Linked DNA regions of Hordeum vulgare: region 2 is linked to region 1. Evidence: chromatin contacts called from public Hi-C data. All regions are on one chromosome and are shown on one strand. Each heading gives the region's core, a stretch centred on a gene start, on an enhancer-like site or on the middle of the called end of the contact. The rest is flanking DNA. Distances are from core to core; before and after follow the strand shown.

What was found. A called contact is a pair of places that touch in the nucleus more often than the background predicts.
Region 2: a contact with region 1 is called in a Hi-C map of leaf, with 2.5 times the contacts expected there. The contact joins the promoter of LOC123400076 here to the promoter of LOC123400075 in region 1. A contact is called at or near these places in 2 of 6 Hi-C or Micro-C datasets (both in leaf).

Annotation. Positions count from the first base shown.
Region 1 is chr5H:499,850,856-499,856,220 of MorexV3_pseudomolecules_assembly, reverse strand. It overlaps LOC123400075 (MYB-like transcription factor ODO1), which reads left to right and starts at 3,281. Exons shown (of 2, transcript XM_045094474.1): 1 at 3,281-3,738. The coding sequence starts at 3,473.
Region 2 is chr5H:500,099,046-500,105,058 of MorexV3_pseudomolecules_assembly, reverse strand. LOC123400076 (pantothenate kinase 2) reads right to left here and starts at 1,954. Exons shown (of 22, transcript XM_045094475.1): 1 at 1,366-1,954; 2 at 708-920; 3 at 64-119. The coding sequence starts at 1,615.

The sequences.
Region 1 (5,365 bases), core at 2,032-4,531:
GGTGATTACATGTTGTATGATCATACACGACATGATCGTGGAGGATGAGGGTAAGGATACTGCCACATCACTTGAATTTGAGAATATGTGTGATGCTATCAAACTTCCAGAGAAGAATTCGACCATGTTTGGTGAGTTTGTTCAAATACATCATCAAATTTGTCATCGAGCAACTCATGACAAATTGAAGAAGGTTTTGATTAAAAATCTCTAGGTGGTTAAAGGGGACAACTAATACATATGTGCTAATTGAGTTCAAGTTTAACTACTTTAATTTTAAAACTTTTTTGAATTGTAATTTTTAAATTAGGACTACCACCGCATTTGAACAATTTTAAATAAACTATGATTTGGTATGCGGTTATTTTGAGCTTGGTGGCTTTACAAAAAGGGGTAGACTTTTGCGGCTAGTTTTAGATGGTCGGCTCCCGCATCAGTGTTCGTGGACTGGTCTTCATTAGTCTCCGGACGAATACGATGTCCAGCTTGAGGGTCAGCCTGTTGGAGATGCCCTTACAGCCTCCCTCGAAAAAGCTTAATTACTGCTTAGGAAATTATAGATTGATTTCTACCCTTTACCCTTGGTTTTTTTGTTTATCTTTGATTGAGTTGTCACATATAAAATTTTCTACCGCGTTTTACCATGAAATTTCTACATTGTCTCAAATTTAATCTCAATTAAACAGTTTACCCAAATTCTGATTAACCGGGACCAATTGACAGGCCAACAGAGTGACCAATATTTCAACCCATAAGCACATATTAGTTGGGTGGGTCCTACCTACTCACGCCACTCGACCCGTATCCTCGGCTGCATGGTGACTCCAGCTTCCTCCCGCCCGCTCGCTTTTGAACTCCAACTGTCATTCCTTAGATTCATAGAGTTGTTATGGCTCGATCAAACCATCAATATTTTTTAGATAAGAAGGTTGAAGCTCCCGACCTCTGCATCATTGTGATGCACACAACCATTTGTTTTGATTATTGAGCAGTATACAAAGCAAATTTAACTATGACCAAACCACCAAATAGGCGTGGTCAAGTGAGCTTGTGTGGGGTTGCGGGTTGTGCAGGAAGGGTCGGATGCAAGTCCGGTCATTCGGGTGCAGTTTTACATAAAGGACCCAGCAAGACATAAAAATAAGAACCCCAAATATGTCAGTTGTCTTCGACAAGAACCATACACACCAAAAAGGACTTTATTGTAGAAAGGATCATCGATGCCGCCATGAGAACTCCTAGAGAGAATTCTTCTTGAGTGAAGCCATTTGAACCACACAACTATAGGGATCTTAAAACGATGAATGCACCTTAGCACTAAGAACTAGGTCCATGGATCAGCGAGAGCTCGATCGGTTGCCAAAGAAGGAAATTACTGCCCGTTGTCACCACGAAGGAAGAAGCCTTGCAGAAGAACCAACGCATCGCAAGGTCAAATCAAATATGCATGCAACCATCAAAGATCCGCCTCCACTCGATCCCCAAAAATTGCAAAGAACACACCCCTAGAATAAGGACGAAGTCGGGAAGACTTATTCGATAGGGAGGTCGCCACCACTGTCTTAACTTCCGAGGACACATCTAGCAGGTTTGCGCTTTTAAGTTGGTATCCAAATCACTAACTACGTTGGCCTGATAAGTGGGTCTAACTAGTCAAAACCGGAGTATTTTGTTAACCAGGCCAAAACTTGACACAATGTGACAACTACAAAGGGGATGGCAAACGAAAGCATTTTGCTGGCAGTTTTAATTATGACGTGAGATCAAAGAGTGACATTTTTTAGAAGAAAATACCTTTCTCAGAAGAAACTGTCATGTTAATGTTATGCATCTTTGAAGAAACTGCCAGCAAAAACATTTGTGTCATCTCTCCAAGCGAATGTTTGCTGCTATCGGTGTCCTTGTTTATTTTCTACCTTTCGAGATGCTCCCTCCTTTTCGATTTATTGGGTTCATCTCATTTTATTGGTTTTTCCATATTATAAGTCTTATTTTCACTTCTTTTTATCACATGTTCACATTCTAATGTGCATTAAATTGATGCATGCAAGGATTAAAAGAAACCAACCAATGCATGTAACCATTCCTACTCATTTAGCGGTCATCCATGCATACATTCCTCTACTCACCATCTACTTGGTTTATGAGATTTTAGATTTAAGCACCGGAAAGAGGGGAGTAATATTCTTAGGCTGGTCATAGTGGGGAATATCATATAGTAGTATCATGCATATGATAATATTGTATGATACTACATTTATAGTGCATAGTATCATAAACTAGTATCATAGATGACCTCATTTATTGACATGCATGACACATATAGCATAGTATTTAACATGTTACGGTATCTATTTATGTTACTCTAACCCTCTCTCTCTCTTCTTTAATTGTCTGCCACATCAGCATGTTTGCTATTTCCAAGTACATGATACTATCTTAGTTACTCCCACTATGGTCAGCCTTAGAGCAAGTACAATAGAGCTGAGTCAGCTGGCTATAAGAAATAAACTAATATTTTTTTGTTTAGTTAGAGGAAAGAGAAGAGGAGAGAGAAGGTAAGCAGGCTCTTAGCTAAGAGCCGGCTCTAGCACGTGCTCGTATGCATTTTGTGAGTATGAGAGGTGAACCATATAATAAAAAAGTAGTACACTTTTGTAATGAACTATTATACATGTTGGCTATAAGATAGGCTATATATGACATGGCAATAGCTTATAGCCAGCAGCTGGCTATACTATTGTACTTGCTCTTAGTAGCAACGGCATACAATTGACAAACAAAGAGCAGGAGGGACTCCAACAAGATTAATTAGTTGCAACTTTCAAGTGACAAACGGATTGATCAACTTTCAAGTCAGAAGAAATCACTCCACTTTTGTGACATGTATTAGGCGGCACATAGACACATAGTACGTAGTACACAACTTGTTCCTATATGGAATGTGTATGTGCCACCAGTATGCATACATACCGTTTTCGACATATGACAAGACCAACACCCAAGCCGATCGAGTAAAGCAAGATTCTACCAAGCCCTTTTTTAACTGTTGGGGAGAACAGAGAAACCGCGAGAGGCTTCTAATAGCAATCCTTTGCGCAAAGCAAGATTCGAAAGCAGCAAGGTAGGTGTACAGTATGCGGGTTGTGTCTCTCAGCTCGGACGACCAAGTGCTCCTCGTGGGCTCAGCCTGTCTCCTCCCTTGGCCGTCACCATCACCGCGGATTAAAAAGAGATCCATAGCCATCCCCATGGACGGAGCTATATATACGCACACGCCACGGTTGCAGCTCCGGCGCACTTGTCACACTGCTCGATCGATGTGCGTTGCATGCTTTGCCTTTGCAACCCCGCCTCCGCCCCCTGCCCAAACCAAAGCCATCACACCGCACGGCCGAGAAAGGGCGAGGTTGGTAGCGCGCTCGCGGCCGGCCTTTTAAGAGCCGGCAGCAGCAGCGGGAGGTAGGAGACGATGGGGAGGCAGCCGTGCTGCGACAAGCTGGGGGTGAAGCGCGGGCCGTGGACGGCGGAGGAGGACCGGAAGCTGATGGGCTTCATCCTCGGCAACGCCGGGCGCTGCTGCTGGCGCGCCGTGCCCAAGCTCGCCGGCCTGCTGCGCTGCGGCAAGAGCTGCCGCCTCCGCTGGACCAACTACCTCCGCCCCGACCTCAAGCGCGGCCTCCTCACCGACGACGAGGAGCGGCTCGTCGTTGACCTCCATGCCAAGCTTGGCAACAGGTAATTAATACTCCCTCTCTATCTATACATAATTGTAGCTGAGGAAAACTAGAGAAAGTAAATGATAATCCATCCCACACTTGCATGCATGTACATATACACAAAGGGAAACATGCATGAGAGTCATCACTTCACACGCATGCATGCATGCATATATGGATCGATGATCACGTAGCAATATGGCGGCTTAGCTAGGCTTATCCTCTAGCTTCTAGGGTAAGAACAAGAATAACCCGCTACAGTAAGATAGGATATATCAGTATCCATGCATTCATATGGTGCTTAGTCAATGTGCACGAAAAGGACCTGACCAATACTATCTGGGGTCGATGGAACTGCCTAGAGAGTAACCAGTATAGATGTATATATGTACTAATGTGAAGTCCCACTCGATCGATCGCTGTTGAGTCCAAACAACTTCAACTGCCAAGAGCACACACACCAAATCTTAGATTACTTGAAACCGAAGTGATCGATCACTCGTGTGAGCTACAAGGTAGTATATGTACGTATTTGTTTTTTAAGGAGCTAGTACTCCCCCGTCTTTATTTACTTCGCATATTAGGTTGTCTAAAGTCAAACTTTATATACTTTCAACAAGATTATAGAAAAATGTATTAGGTATGATTGAAATCAAACTTTATCATTGGATTCATTATTGCATATATTGTTACCTCATACAAATTTGTTACTGTGAATGTTCATATTATTTTCTACAAAGTTGATCTAATTTTATAAAATTTGACATCAGTCAAAGTTAATATGCAGAGGAAATAAAAAAAAGAATGGAGAGAGTACGTAGCTTGAATGCTCGATAGAGACCTATGCATGTGGCATCGATCGTGCCTAGGCAGTACTAGTAAGCAGTAACTATTAGCCCACTCATTGGATCGTAGCTGTGAAGATTTATAAATACTCCAGATACAACTGGAAATTATAAAACCATGGTGAAATATGTCATCGAAGAATAAGCATGACATGCTGGTGACCTATTGCCGCCATACGAGGTTTGTGACCTACGTGTACCACTGATCTACCGTACACACGAACTGATATAGATAGGACAAAAAAAACTATGGGCAAAATGAACTATCCTTCTTAATGCAAATATAAACTTATACCGTATTCATGTGAGTGATAACTAAAACAATGTTAATTAATATGGATAAGAGGAAGTAACAAATTTTAAATTAACACGATTGGTCTCTAGCTCTATCCTGTAGGAATCCTAAACACGGAATATCAGCATATGCAGAGGCCGGGGGAATCCCTTTCCGCAAAAGAAAGTGTCTGTATATATATTGACTGTCCTTCTCGAGCCTACTGGCATACAATGATACAAGTGGCATAGCAGCAAAAATTTCCAGCAATAGCCACTACCTTTTCTTTTTCTTTTAATTTATCCATCACTGTCCAGATGAGTGACCTAGATCGAGCCAGCAGCCACCAGTAGTACCACTAGCTTTGCTCGTGTGGCTGAGGAAACACTAAGCGTTGGATTCAGAAATGGAAAGCGTCACCCTCAGGGTCGAGCTGCCCCTCACGCTTGGAACTTTTTTAAAGGCCACTCTCTCACTCTACCAACCACTTTTGTTATTTTATCACTGATAAAAGGCTACTCAGCTTT
Region 2 (6,013 bases), core at 705-3,204, 250 kb before region 1:
ACTTTCAGGTATTACAAATCAATTTTCAAAAAATGTTCATAATGTTATCTCATTAGTTGTTACCTTGATTACAATGTTATCAGGCTGAGCTCCTGAGCGCCATGAAGGTGAATCAACTCCTGCAGGATAAAACTACAACTCAATGCGAGAGCACAAAAAGAGATAAGTAAAAAAGAAACAGTAAAAACACATGAAACATAGTGATGGGAGGCTGGGAGCAATTACGAGATTATGGAATTTTGTCTAAGCTCACGTATATATACATCAAATTGGACATATGGTGCACTTCCAAAATGGATAGAATACAATAAGGAATGCAATGTAAGAACATGAAACGCACAAACTTGAGCATACCATCAGAATAAATATATGAAATATGAAACCAACACGTCAGCATATCCAATTAGGAAAACCAGAGGACTGAGAAATAAAGAAGAAATATGCACAAGTCACCCTCAAAATTATTAGCAGGTACGCACATGTTATGATAACTTTGATAACTATCCATATATATATATTGTCACTATGTTTATATAAGAGAGTATTATTTTCCTTTGTTTTACAATAGAACTATCTATCATCTTAACACAGTGCAATTATACAGAATACATGTAAAATCCATCGCGTGCAAGTTTTTAATTGTTTTCTATCAAAATACCAATGTATCAATTTGTATTTAAAACGAAGTAGTGCTAATATTTGCATACCGCCCCGGTGTAGTTGTTTGGAAGAAATGAAGTCCAAACATTCGTTTAGTTTCCCAGTCTCAAACTTGACAAAGTGGAGCCTCCCTCCAAGAACCGGGTAACTCCTCCTGGCACCAGTAAATATCTCAAGCCTTCTCTTGGTGGATAGCTTGCGTTTATCCTCGGTGGGCTGATCGGCATGCCGTGAGAAGTATACCAACTTTATAAGAGAGCCTAGAGGGAAAACGTACAGTTCAGATACCAAACAGACAGTTTGTAGCTCTCATTCAGACTGATGACCAGAAAACAATGTTGTGAACAAAAACACAAAAGCCAAAATGCAGGCTATTAATAGGAGTAATTAGCAAGAGCACGCATAGAGCGGTCTTCACAACGATCCGTACTGAGCGAGCAGCACGGTAATCCGGAGTTGGAAAGCCCCCGTCCATGGCTTGCATTTCATCTTTCATGCGCTGTTACTACGACCCGTCTTATTTCAGCTATTTATTTACTGAAAAGTGAAAAACAAGCTAGCGTCCTTCTTCATGCACTGCCTCCACACTCTACAGTAACCACCTCACCCGGTACGCTTAATGCGGCGACACTGCTGGCGGATGACATCGAATTCGAGCAGGAGAGGCGCGGAGGCAAGGTCAGTGTGAGAGCAGGTATGACGTACCGCCGATGTCGAGGGCGAGGTGGGAGATGTCGTCGGACTGGTTGGGCAGCAGGATGGTGGGGTTGCGGTCCTCGAGGGTGCCGTGGATGGCGGCGCCGCTGAGGTCGAGCTGCGGGCGCGAGCCGGAGCGGTTCATCGTGGTGGTGGTGGTGGTGGACGAGGCCGCCGGCGCCTTCCCCTTGGCCTCCGGCTCGTGCTTCACGTCGTCCTCGGGGATGGGGGGCTCGCTGCCGCTATTATTGGCCGCCATTCCAGGCCAGTGGATTTGATGTAGGAGGGGAGGGGAGGGGAGGGGGATGGATCAGTGCCGCCACCAACCGCCCACCTGCCGGCTACTGCTTTGGGGGGATCGAAAATCGCCAAGCAGCGCGAGACAAAAACGGAATCGATCGTTCGATCTCAAGGGGGAACTCTCAACTCAATTTGTGTGGGGAGAAACGCTGCAGGTTGGGGATGGATGGGGGGATCGGCTCTGCTCCTCGGTCTTCGGCCTCGCTCGCGGCGTGCGTCACTGGGTGCGTGGATGGGTGGACTCGTGGTCCTGGCCTGCGAGCACTATGGATGGACTCGCACTCGCGTGCGGCGCACAAATTCGCTGTTTTGACCCTGCAAGTTTAGCACTATGGATGGACTCGCGTGCGGCGGACTTTTAGACAAGTTCAGCACGATGTGACTCTATGTTAAACTTTTTTCCGGATCTGATCTCCTTGCTGTGACGGTAGGGGAGCACAGGTTATGGTCACTATGGCTGACGGTAAGGTCCGTCAAGGTTGACGACACCTTCTACGTGGATTAGGTTCCTATCGTCACAATCAATGATGGTAGGGTGTGCTAGCCTACAGTCACTATTCAGTCCGGTTAATCTCCTTCGGACTATGGGAAGACCACACATATCCATCAACTCAGTTCTTCCTCCTCTTCGCGAAACAAAGGCGACGGTGCCTTTCTCCACCTCTCGATCTCCCATGTCGATCTTCCTCCCCTATCCATCATTTTAGGAGATTTTTGAAGCAAGACGAAGAGGATGGTATGCTCATACAATCCCTCCAACTATTTGTTACAATATTGTTGTATTTTTTTACGTACTATTTGGCGCTAGGTGCTATCTAAGTCTTCCCTCTTTTTTTAAATTTGCTCTAGTTTAAATATGTTCAGTAGTATATGATGGAGTATTATCATTGTCTTGATGAATATATGAGATCAATGTATGGATATGATGGAAGTACTATTAATCTTGGATGAATAATTTGTATGGCATAGTCAAGTATTACTGTTCTATGTGAGTGAATGATGAATTCATATGGATGTTAAATGCATAATCTTTAGTATTGGAATTTATGGAAATCCATCATAAACGACCGGATAAATATATGCAAGTGTTAGGATGATTATGTTTATCTTGCTCACGTTCGAAGTTGTCAGAATGTTTATTCGTGAGAATGTTTATGAATGCAAATTTGTACTCTGAAGATAGATGCATTGCCAAATTGCAACATTTTTATGATGTTGGGTGTTTAGTTTATTTTTTCTATAGTTTAGCTAAATTTGTATGTGTAGATGATGTTGAGTCATATAATAAAACTATTTGTTATGTTAGGATAGCCGAGCATGAGCACAATGGACGTGTGTATACGGGACTTGACATGGCTTTCGACAAGAACCATCATATTCGTGCTCTCGAGCGTGGAGAGGTAACAAGTGAAGCCATAATAATTTTCATGTAAATGTTTCTTATATAAAGTAAGGTTCTAACATATTTGTTCAATTTTGACGGACACTTACGGTCATGCGAATGAGGAGTCACACGAAGGGTACCCAGATGACATATGGCGTGCGCTATGAGCCCTTCTTCGAGCGTGCTGGCCTCCTACCGTTTGTCCTTCAGTTCAAACGCGTGTCACCGGTGATGAACCATGCAGCTCTCACGGCATTGCTTGATCGTTGGCGGTAGGACACACACATTTTTCATCTCCCTTGTGGCGAGATGACTATGACGCTCGAGGACTTTGCCATGATCACAAGACTTCACATCGACCGCCAGGCTCTCACCGGACGAGTGGACAACAAGAACTGGTGTCAGAGGGTTACCGCTCTCATTGGTGACTGCTCTACCTCTCTTTCTCTATAGGGAAGGCAATAGGACAAACGGTGTCCCATTCGCCTGGCTCGAGGGCAATATGGCGGGATTCGACCGATGCCAACCTGGAGACAGTGGAGCAGTATGAGCGAGTGTGCGTGTGGCATCTCCTAACCCAAGTTGTTTCTGGAGATACATCCGGAGACGTTGCTCCTTGGATGTATATTGACTTCTTGGCCAACTCGGATCAGAATTACAGCTGGGGGTCTGCTGGGCTCGCCTACTTGTACCGTCATGTAAGTGCAATTCTCATCAACCATGGTAGTACGTCATAATCTTTACAAAGCTAACCAGCAATGAAATATTGGTTTGCATCTCGACGATGCTTGTAGGAAAACCATCCAGAAACCATGCATGGGCGGATGTATTTGGGGCCTATCCATTTGGATGTGGGAGCGTGTGCGAGTTGGACGTCCTGAATTTGACCCCAAAAACCCGAAACTGTGGGTAGACCTTCTTGATGAAGACCCAATACCCTGGGAAGACCAGGATGCTTTTCGACTCCTCACTGTGGCATTCTCCTGGGACAAAGTTAAAATGTTTGGTAGCGGGAAAAAGTCCTTGTACAAGAGCTGCATCAACGAGATGGACAACCTCACATATCGTGAGGTATATATACCCATCAATTTCTATCAGATATTCATGGAATACATTGGATCGACTAACTAACTCTTTTACAGGTTAACTGGAGGCCTTATGAGGCACAGAGGGGTTTTCCGCTGAACCAGATGTGTACGAGGGACAACCATCTTTGGCGGATCAGGTGCCCCCTCATATGCATTTTTGTTATGGGGTTACATCTACAACATTGAGTGGCGTTGCAATTTGGTAGGCGACAACTCACCCACCGGCGTTGCAATTTGGTTCAAACAACCCCAATCTCATGCCACCATCAACAACGGCCTTGTCGTCAATACTAAGATCACAAAATAATGGGGCACCTCTTTCCTTCCCCGTCACCTTCTCGAAAATTTCATTTTCTTGTGCAGTGAATCCATCCTCGTCAAATTCCTCCATAGGACCCTGGTCATGTGAGTCATACCCATACATATGGTTGTAGGGGAGGCTACGATCCATGTCTTGCGGCAGAATGACATCCAAGTTGCCAATGGGATTATAATGAATCTCTCCAGCTTCGCATAAGCATCAACATGGGCAATAGCATCATCGTAAACATGAGCATCATCATCATCAACATGAGTAGCATCAACATGAACCTCTTCCTCTTGAATTACCATGGCTCTATCATTCATCTCCGCTTCATTTGGTGGTTGACTAAAAGAATTGGGGACATACACCTCCAGCCGTCCATCATGTATTAGGGAGGTGGCATGTCGGTTCAAGTCAATTTGTACCACGGGAAGCTCAATCTTGGTGGCAAATAGTTCAAGTGATTTGTCTTGTGATTCAAGTACTATATATCCTTGTACACTTTCTAATGCAATTCCGAGGTGATAGGCATACTCTTGAATCGAGACTTCACCCCCACTCCAACAACATACCTTTCAATAAGCTTAACTTCATTATTTGGGTCAATCCAATTTAACACATTTTTAACTTTCATAACCACCTCCTCATAAGTTGGGGTTGAGTCAAAAACCATGGACTCTTCCCCTTCAACGGTATTGCCTTTCATAAATGTCTTCTTATCCAAATAATGTACATTAACGAGTATATCCATCTAAGTACATTGTAAAAAAGGTTAATGATAGGTCGGTAACATAATATGCATCAAGAAAGATCTATGCATTAAATCCAAATAACGACACAAATAACAAAATATTATTGCTTAACACTAACTAGTTACTAATCACATTGCCTAACCCTAAGCCTAAACCTAAAAAATGCCTAACAATAACTATAGATCGGTGTTGCAAACATGATGATTAGGCATACTAGACATATTTAAGCATAGAAACAACCCTATCATCCATCAAATCAATTGATTTCACACCAAAATGGCATAAAGTAGGGTTTGCATACAAGTAAGGAATGCCACCAAATTAGATGATTCCAGCCAACCAAAAAGAAGAGGGTTAGTGAGGTACCTTGAGTGATGAAAATTGGGCTCCATCCACTGAAGGAAACTCAAGCAATGAAGATGGATTTGGTGGAGGTAAGAATGGGGAAAGGGAGGGGAGAGCAGTTCAACTCGGGTAAGAGGGGGATTTGGGGATGAATGGGTGGCTGGTGGGAACCACCAACCCACGAGCAAAGCACTTATCTAGATCTGAGTACCCTACCGCCAACCTCTATGGCGGTAGGCTATACCGCCATTCCCTTTGACGGTAGGGTAGTATCCATGTCATCGTGACAAACGACGCCATCTGCGTGGGTTGGCACCCTACCACCAAAGGAAGTGGCGGTAGCCTGCCCAATCCTACTGCCACAGAGGGTGGTGGTAGGAAAAGGGTCGGATACGAATTATTTTCCGTCTTAGGGTCAGATCCAGCTGAACTCATCTAAAAGGGTCAAAACAATGAATTTGTCTACGTGCGGCCATGTGCATGA